3 separate regions of the Oryctolagus cuniculus genome follow, and all the other regions are linked to region 3. A link is a contact called in public Micro-C data. All regions are on one chromosome and are shown on one strand. The core of a region is the stretch at or near the end of the contact, and the rest is flanking DNA. Distances in the headings are between cores, read along the strand shown.

Region 1 (2,789 bases), core at 69-2,568, 550 kb after region 3:
TCATGCAGCATTAAAATGTTTCAACTACGAGGAAATAGGCCTTCTTTCAGAAAGACTTTGTTAAAACTACACTGACTCCAAAATCGGAGGTCGCCGAAAAGCCAAAATATGATGGTCTTTTGTTGCGCTGAGCCGGGGACATGCGGATGAGGGGAGGGTCACCCTTAATTTTTTTAAATGGCAGCACTACACTAGATGCCAGACTGGCAAAAATATTCGGGGCCAGGCTCCCTGGAACGCTAGTTCTCCGGTTTTTATTTCCTGACTGTGAGGGGCTGCTGAAGGAAAACGAAAAAATGCAATTTTTTACAAGTGTCTGCTGCCCCAAAGATCACATAAGGTCACCTGATGGGCGGCTCGGGGAATACAAAGACGTCTAAAGCCCAGTCCAGGTTCTCGCAATTAAGAATGGGATGACAAACACGGAAACATGTGCCCCGCTGACGTCATGGAACGGAAAGGGGTGGCGTCCTGCTGCGTCACGTCAACGACATACGGCGCACGCGGGAAGTTACACGGGGGAAGCGATTTTTCCAGGGGGCAACACTCAGGGGCCTCTTGCCACCTCAGACCCACAGAACGCCCACCCCTTTCTAGGGGGCATCTAGAAGGGGACACTTTCTGTCTCCCAAAGTGTGCGATCCCCTCAGCGAGCCGGGAGGAGGAATTAACCCCGCGGGCTTAGTCAGGGCCGGGGAGCTGACTAGGTATGAAGGAAGGGAAGGCAGGCTCTGGCCGTGGGGGCTCGTTCGTGAGGGGGCCGGCACGACAGGGGCGAGCGGGCGTCTTTGGAAGCGGGCCTTCTCAACAGGAAAAGGGGGCGAGCCCGCTAGCCATATTCAAACCACGACTCTCAGCGCCACCTGTGCGACTCGGGATCCAACCTCCCCGCACCAGCCCCAGTCCAGGTACCTGGAACTTAGTCCGATGGGTAACCGGCGACTACGCGGGGTACAGGTTACCCGAGCGCGCCCCCGACCGACGCACCAACCTGCGCGCGCACCGCGGGCCGGATGCGTGCGCGCCCCCACGACGTCCCGCCCCGCCCCCTCTGCGGCCCAGAAGCCGGGAGGCGTGCGCGTGCCCGCGCGGCGCCTGTCCGTGCGCTCGGGAAGGCGTCCCGGGAGCGCCTGAAAGTTCCGCCTCGAAGGCCTGCTCCTCGAGTGGCGAGCGGCTCAGTGTATCGCGGCGATCTGGAGGGCGCCGTGTCGGGGAGCAGAGGAGGAAGGCGCTTCCTGGGAAGACGCGGGGCAAATAGCGGACGGGGATATGTCGGGCATTCGGGTGGGCGACCCGCGTAGGCGGCGGCGAGGCCCGCGTGCGGGGGGAAGCGGGGCAGGAGCGGCGTCTCGGGTTACGGGGTCGGGCAAAGGGTAAAGGTCAGCGTCCCGCCTGCACCTCTTAGCAATGGCGGCGTCTGGGGAGCCCGGGAGTCAGTGCCAGGAGGAGGCGGCCGCGGTGGTAGTGGTGGGCTCCTGCATGACCGACCTGGTCAGGTTAGTGCGGGGCTGGCGCCCAGGGTCTGCGGCTCGGGGGAGGGGGCGGTAGTGCCCTGAGCACCGCCGATCCGGGGGGAGACTGGTAGCTTGGGTGATGAGCTGGCCTGCCGCCTGCCTCTTTGACAGCCTGAGTTTGTAAAGGTGAATGGGAGGGAAGGGGACGTGGAGGCGAGTCTAGAGAAACAGCTGATGTTTCTGGAAGCACCCCCCAAGACCCGCTCCTGTGGCCTCGGCCAGGCTGCCGGGCCTCTCCCCTCACCGTCCCCGGCTCATTCGGAGGACATGCCCTACTTTGCAGGGTTGTGGGGCTGGAGGGGTGATTGTCCCGGTTTGGGTATCAGTGGTCCGAGCATGTGTAAAATAGTGGAACAAGGGTCGGAAAGATGACCGCTCACCTCTGTCCCCATATTGATTGTTGGCATTCCTGCCTTGTGTTATATGGACGCCCTATTTTTCAGTATTACGGCAACGGTGGCTTACCTAATAGCAAGCCCTGTGAGTCCAGATAAAAACCCATCAACACGATTTTCATAACCTTCGGAAAGCTCCGATCAAAGAGTGATAGAACATAATGCTAAATGAAAATAGTTGAGTTAGGTCAGATAGGCGGCAAGATGGTAGGGGGAAAAGACAGTCCAAGAAAATCCCACCATTCCAGTAGTTATCACTTTGATACGTTGGTGAATAGCTTTTCATCTCTACTGCCATTTTAATTGTAAATAAGTGGAGGCCAGTGGTGTGTCACAGCCCATTAAGCCAGCATCCCACATGAGCGTCCAGCTTCCTGCTGTTGCACCCAGTAAGACAGAGGACGATGGCCAAACCACACGGCCCTGCCACCTGGAGTCCCTGGCATCTGGCTTCAGTCAGCGTGGCCCAGTGCTGTGGGCTGTTGTGGCCGTTTGGGGAGTGAACGATCAGATGGAAAAATACTCTCACTCAGCTTTTCAAATAAATTTTTAAAAATGATAGTAATAAATTATGAGGTATACTACAGTAAGAGCTCTTCTCTCTGGAAACTGCTTTGCCAAAGGTTAGAAGAGAACTTAGGGATACATGGTGGGGAGACAGGGAACCAAAATAAATCCCCCAAAGCCCTGCAACACCCACCTGTTTCTGCCCAGAAAACAGTTGTAGGAACTTCATATAAGCAGGTTCCGGTTCCCTTGCTTCAAAACGTTCATAAGCTGTGTTACCAACTTTCCTAACCAAGATTAGAAAGGAAGAGAGACTGCTGGGATCAGCATAGGGGTTGACAGCAGTCTGAGAGTGAACTGGAGAGTGTGATGA
Region 2 (2,841 bases), core at 6-2,505, 740 kb after region 3:
CGATGTCTGCTGCCCCTCCCGGCTCTTAGCATCACTATGCAGTGGAAAAGCAGGCTTCCACGCAGGCGACCCCGACGTCTTCCCCTCTGTGTGAACTTCTTAGATCACAGAGCTGGAAGGGACCCCAAAATCCCACCCCTCCCTGTTAGGAAGATTCGGGGGAGACTGCGGCAGCCGTGGACTGGCTGGGGCCGCGTGCCCGCGCTCTCCCTGCCCCTGCAGCCTGCCTTGTTTATTTGTTCAGCAGGTTTGTTTCAGCCATGGCACAGCCTGTTCTGACTCTGGAACATTTACGAGATGAGCCAATTTTTAAAAATCATAGAAAATAAATGCTTTGCTCTTGCAGCTAAGGGGTGGGGCAGCCAGGGTGGGAGACATGTCTCAGGCCAGCTCTGCGGCAGGGCTCTGGCTTATCCTTTGCTGAGTTCTTTTCCCCTCCTGCTCTTGGGAACCAAAGGGACTCCAGTGGGATTTTCTGCCTCCATTCCTCTGGGACTGTAATGTGAAAAGCCTGGGATACTCAGCCACAGAGTTCCAATTCTCATCCCCGCCTTCATAAGCTACATTCCATACCCTGGCTCCCAGCCAGTGGCTTCAAGCCACAGCCTGATCCACAGCCTTGGGATGGAGGTGTCAGGACTAGCACCTGGCTCCTTCTGGTCCTCTGCCTACAGTGTACCGCTCACTGCCTGTGAACTCACTTGAAAGGACTTCAGGAAGTTCAAGGAAAATACATATTATGTAGAAACTACAAATAGATCTCAAACTTTTGCACCAAAATACTTTAATTCCCCTTTTGCACAAACTTATCCTTTAAAACCCTGCTGTTCCGTCACCACCTCTAACACCTTGAACTGACTCCCCAGGCATTCTGCCAGCTACTTTTTACATTTTGGAAAGCCTAACCAGGATATAGCAGGGTAGCTAAAATGTTGAATTTCTTTGCTTTTGTTCTGACTGGATACTAAGGCAGTGTAGCAATGTTAGTTTTTTATCTTGTGTTGATCGTAAGCACTTATTGCAGCCATGGAAATCTGATTACCGAAAACTTGGAAATGAATAATGAATAAATTCAATTTGTTTTGGCCAACAAGATAATTTAGTTAAGCCTTAATTAAGTCCAGGGTGGTGGCAGGGGTGGGATAAGGATGACAAAAGGAATCCTGGAGTTAAACAATTTGGACCTGGGGTCCCTGGAGGCTCTGTCACTCCCAGCTGGCTGAGCCCTGGGGACCAGGGAAGGACCAGTTTAGGAGCTGTCCTAGCCTTAGGCTCTTTCTCCCGTCTAAGCAACACCCCCTTTCTTAGCGTTCACACAGGCAGCAGCACTGGGACTGGTGAGACTCGGGGGTAGGGCCTGTGTTCCGGAGCCCCTCCAGGAAGCAGCGCTGGGTTCTGATGCCCAGTCCAGCCCCCTCCACCCCTTTGTTCAAGGCAGCTCCCCAAGGAGCAGTCTGCTCAGCTGTGGGAGGTGCTGTTCTCCAACTCCAAGATGAGCTCAGACCTTAAAAATCACAGCCTACTGCCTGCCCTGCTCAAGCCAAGGAAAACAGTAGACGTCAGAAGCCTCCTTAGGTATCTGGACGAGAGCAACTCCTCCTGCTCCCTCCCTTCCTCGTATGAGGTCATTGGATCAGGATGACAAAGCAAACAGTGACATGAGTTGGGACTTGTTCCCAGACTGATCCCAGGGATTCTCCAGCCCTCCTCTGGGCAAACCCAGGTGTGGACAGCAAGATGAACTGGACTCAGTCCTTGGGCAACTGGGATATACAGGCATTCCCTAAGGCAGTAAAGAGGAGGTCCCGGGCAGAGGGAATGGGATACCAGCACCAGCAGAGGTGGGCACAGTGCCTTCCAGGCTTCAACAAGCTCTCACATATTCTGATTGAGCTAAGGAGGGCAGACATTCCTTTCCAACTTCACTGATGAGGAAACAGCCTCATTTAAGGCCAGCAGCCTAATCAGTTACATGACTTAAATGTGACACACTTGAAATTAGTTTTGTGACTAATTAGCTTTGGTAGATCTTCCCACCTCACCACAGTTCCTTAAACTTGTTATTGCTACACCTGTTTCATGCTTTTTGCTTTGTTGCATACTACTGGCCTATTATTTGCTGAATGTTTTTCTTAAATAAACTCACTTCAAAAATTGGACCCATTCTAAGCAATAGTGCATATGTGTATACACATAATACATTAACATACATTACATGTATGCTCGTATGCATTCATGTGCAGCTACTAAAATTAAGCACCTTCATCCTCATCCTCTGAAGGCCGGTCTCACAACACGAAGGATACTGTGCACACTTCAGAAAAGTCAGAGGCAGGCATTTGGTCTATGGTCAAGACACCTCCATCCCGCATCACAATACCTAGGTCTGAGGCTCAGCTCTGCTCCCAATTCCAGCTTCCTGCTAGTGCAAACCCTGGGAGGCAGCCCTGATGGGATAAGGCAGGTAGCTAGGTTAGGACCTGCCTCCCGACTCCATGTGCTTCTATCCTCTTGTCTCTCAAACCACCCCCTTCCCGGGGTGGATCTCCTCATTTGGGAGGGGGTTGGGGGCGGGGTGGCACCATGTGAGTAGCCACTCCCCTCCTGAGCCACACAAGAGGCTGAAACAGGGAAAGGCACCCCTTTCACCTCCCACAAGGCAGGAGCAGGTCCTGAGGTGCCGTCTATTTCGCCTCCTCCTCCTTCTCTCTTCTGGCCCACTGCCCATGTATGCTCAAGAGCACGTGTGTTCAATTCTCACCTTCTGAATAAAATGTATTTTATATATGCCAGCATTATTCAAAGCAAGATCCTGGAATAAAAATTAAACCCCACTTCCCC
Region 3 (3,089 bases), core at 74-2,573:
TGCCTGCTGGGAAGCGCCCTGTACCGACAACAGCACAGCTCCAGTCCTCTGCGTCCTCCTCTTCTGTAAAGTGGGAGTGGGCGAGAAAAACAGAGCCGGTTACGCCAAGCTTCCCCGGGGCTCTCTATATAAAGCGCCAGCGTTTCCGGGACGGCTGGCGGCATCTGGCCGCCCCAAGGGCCCCAAGATACGGTAATCCCGAACAATACTCGGGGTCATTGTTTACAGCTATAAGACACATTTTGTCCCGAGCTCCATCCCCAAGGACACGCGCGCGCGGCGAGGCGAGGCGGGCCTGAAGCCTCGCGCCCGGCTCAGTTCCCGAGCCCGCGGGTCCCGGAGAGGGGTGTGGGGCGGGCGGATATGCACCCCGGCCGTGGGTGCTTGCTTTTTTTTTTTTTTTTTTTTTATCCCTGCGTCCTGGCCTGCCGGGGTGTTTACGCGCCTCTCCCAGCAGGACTGAGTAAATGCCGTCCTTTGACGCAAAACGGATCAGCCCTTCCCCAGCGGCAGCGGCAAAACCCAGAAAACTGGGGGTGGGGACGGGAGCAGAGCGCAGAAGAAATCGTGACACTTTCGCAGCCGCCTCTCAGTCCCCTTCCCGCGCCAGAGCCAGGTCCTGGGGGCCTGCGAGGAGGGGGCGCGGCCGGGCCGCCCGCCCCCCACCCTGGGCAACCGCATGTCGGCGCGGCGCGAACAGAAGCACTTTTGGTTTTCCTTTGGGCCACGGCTGCTGCCCGGCCCTCCCCCCAACCCTGCGCTCGAAAATCCGGGTGCTTCTGGGTCTCTCCCACACAGTCCTTCCAGTAACGCGGGGGGCGGGGGCGGGGCGAGGGGAGCGGGAGCTTCCTCCGCGGCCTCTGCCGTCCCGGGCGCGCCCAGCCCCGGGCAGGCGCCGCCGGAGCGCACTGGCAGGCGAGTGCACCCTTGCGCCCTGCGCCGCCCCCGCCCCGTCAGCTCCCCCGCTCCTTTCCTTTCTTGTGGGTTCCCGTAAAGCCCCGCAGCCCCCAGACGTCTGCAGAGCATCACGGAATCTGTGCTGATGCAAGTCGCAAGCCTCCCCTCGGTGCGCCCTGGCCTGCCTCCGAGCGCTTTGATCCCGGCCTCCCCCTGCTCCAGCACTCGTGCGGGCTCCCTCTGCCCGCCCGGAGGCCTGTGTGCCGCGGTGCGCCCTCACCTTTCCGTTCTCCCAGCGCCGGACGCCCAGACCTGCGCCCTGGCGCTGCTGCTGCTGAACTCCCCGGAGCCGGCGGTGCCCTGGCCCCCACTGCGCCCAAGCCCAGTTCCGTGTCCCATCCGTGAAAACCATTCCCGGGTCACCCAGTTAGAAAAGGCCCTGTGGCTCGCCGGAAGGGAGGGGACCCTTTATTGTGCGCCCAACCAGACGGGGCCACGCTGAGTGCCTGTATGTCTCCTGGAAGCCTCAGCTCCAGGCTGCAGACGAAACATGAACTCGCGGCGCGGGCTGGGGTGAGGGGATCACTGGGTGGGTTAGAGACCTGTTGGGAGTGCCCGCGGGGTTTCTTCACCTGACATCCCCTGAGGCAGGAGTGGCAGCACGAGCTTGGTCTGGTGCTGCTGTATCCCACTCTCTGAAAGTCTGTAACTTCAGCACCATCACCCAGCTTAGGGGAAAGGCCACCCCAGACAGAGAAGGAGAAGGTGTGGGCTTGGGTGCAGAGAAAAGTGGGGGTGGGATGAGGCTGCCTTTTCATTCACCGCCCTCTGGGTCTCTGCCCCGCCTTTGCCAGTTTGCTGGGTCATCCATCTTGCCCAATGGCCATCTCGGGAGAGGACTGGAATCCAAGAATGGCTGCTCGCCTGGGCTGCACTGTCGCACACACGTGAGCACTGGCCATGTGTGAAGCCCTCACACATACCTGGCCTCACTTGTCCTTGCACAGAGCACAGGGCAGGGGTGTGGCCAGCAGCCACCGGGGCCTGGACTGAGCCACAGCCTCTCCGAGGTTTCCCAGCCCGTGGTTGCTGGAGCCTGGACTCGAAGCCATCTCCCTTGACCTTAACTCCAGGGCTCTGCCGGTTCCCACACTTTCAGCCTTGAAAAGTTAGGAGCAAACTCCACTGGGAATGAGAAGCCATCCGCTCTGCATTGTGCCTGAACGAAGTTGCCAGGCACGAATGCAGCTCCGCACCATTGAGCGCGATTTAACATGCAAGTGTTTCTGTTTGCCCAAGGAACTATGGCTGTGTTAGGGGTCCACCAGCAAACAGACCGGAGGCCTCAAGGGGGATGCTCCTTAGAAAGGTGTGGGCAGGGCTGTGAGAGCAACATGGGGGCTGGACGCTCCTGGAGCCTAAGAAACAGTCCGGTGCTGTTGTAGCCTAGTGAGTGCTGGGATGAGGGCAGAGAATGTTCTGGAAAGGCGGGGAGGGGGTCGGTGTGTGTGTGGGGGGAGAATGCAGACCCAGCTCCCCCTATCACCTGCCCCATCTCTGGGCAGAGGGTGGGTCCTGATCAATGCCAGCCCCTGAGATTGGGCTCTCAGGGCCCACAGTACATCTGGTGGGGGAGGGGCACTCACCCATTGGGGCAGTAACCAGCACAGGTGCTGCCAAGTCCTGGAAGTGTCTGACCGCGCGTGGCATTTCAGAACAGTGGAAACAACAGGTTAGACTCCCCTTTAAACTGCATGAATGGATGTACTGAGCCATTGATGCTACAGGCACAGATGGGGTGGGGGGAAGGAACTGAATGACCAAGGGTGACTTCCTTAGCCAGCTAAGACAGCTGAGAGCCCATCATTTACAAAGGAAAGAGGTCCACTGTGGCTCAGGGTAGCCCATGGTGCTGGCAGGAGGTGGAAGGGTGAGAAAGAGCTAGAATGAACCCACTCCTAGGAGACAGGTGTTGATCCCTCCTGCCAATCCAGCCGCCTCTTAAAGGAGCCGCCACCATGGAACTCCGATTCCAACCCGAGTTTCATCTGGGACCCTCCAGCTTTAAGTTTTCTGGGAGGTGACACGAATGGCACATAGGCCACCACCCAACATGACTCCCATTTCACCTGTGGGTTACACACCTGTGAGAAGACACGAAGATAAAGACTTCAAGAGGCATCATCGCAGTA

Evidence for each region. A called contact is a pair of places that touch in the nucleus more often than the background predicts.
Region 1: a Micro-C map of ear pinna shows a contact between it and region 3, with 10 times the contacts expected there. The contact joins the promoter of RBKS here to the promoter of FOSL2 in region 3. A contact is called at or near these places in 3 of 6 Hi-C or Micro-C datasets (ear pinna, psoas muscle and an unstated tissue).
Region 2: a contact with region 3 is called in a Micro-C map of ear pinna, with 6 times the contacts expected there. The contact joins the enhancer-like site here to the promoter of FOSL2 in region 3. A contact is called at or near these places in 3 of 6 Hi-C or Micro-C datasets (ear pinna, psoas muscle and an unstated tissue).

Annotation. Positions count from the first base shown.
Region 1 is chr2:175,091,610-175,094,398 of mOryCun1.1, forward strand. It overlaps RBKS (ribokinase), which reads left to right and starts at 1,319. Exons shown (of 8, transcript XM_002709946.5): 1 at 1,319-1,496. The coding sequence starts at 1,408. It overlaps BABAM2 (BRISC and BRCA1 A complex member 2), which reads right to left and starts at 1,055. Exons shown (of 12, transcript XM_002709945.5): 1 at 913-1,055.
Region 2 is chr2:175,285,631-175,288,471 of mOryCun1.1, forward strand. No RefSeq gene overlaps it. Among named protein-coding and RNA genes, the nearest start is that of SUPT7L, 58 kb to the right of the region's middle. Within about 2 kb of position 1,256, at least 4 of the 8 cell types and tissues checked have an H3K27ac peak or open chromatin away from gene starts, as enhancers often do. A contact at or near this core is called in ear pinna, where this site is marked.
Region 3 is chr2:174,544,504-174,547,592 of mOryCun1.1, forward strand. FOSL2 (FOS like 2, AP-1 transcription factor subunit) reads right to left here and starts at 1,324. Exons shown (of 4, transcript XM_051843056.2): 1 at 1,178-1,324. The coding sequence starts at 1,309.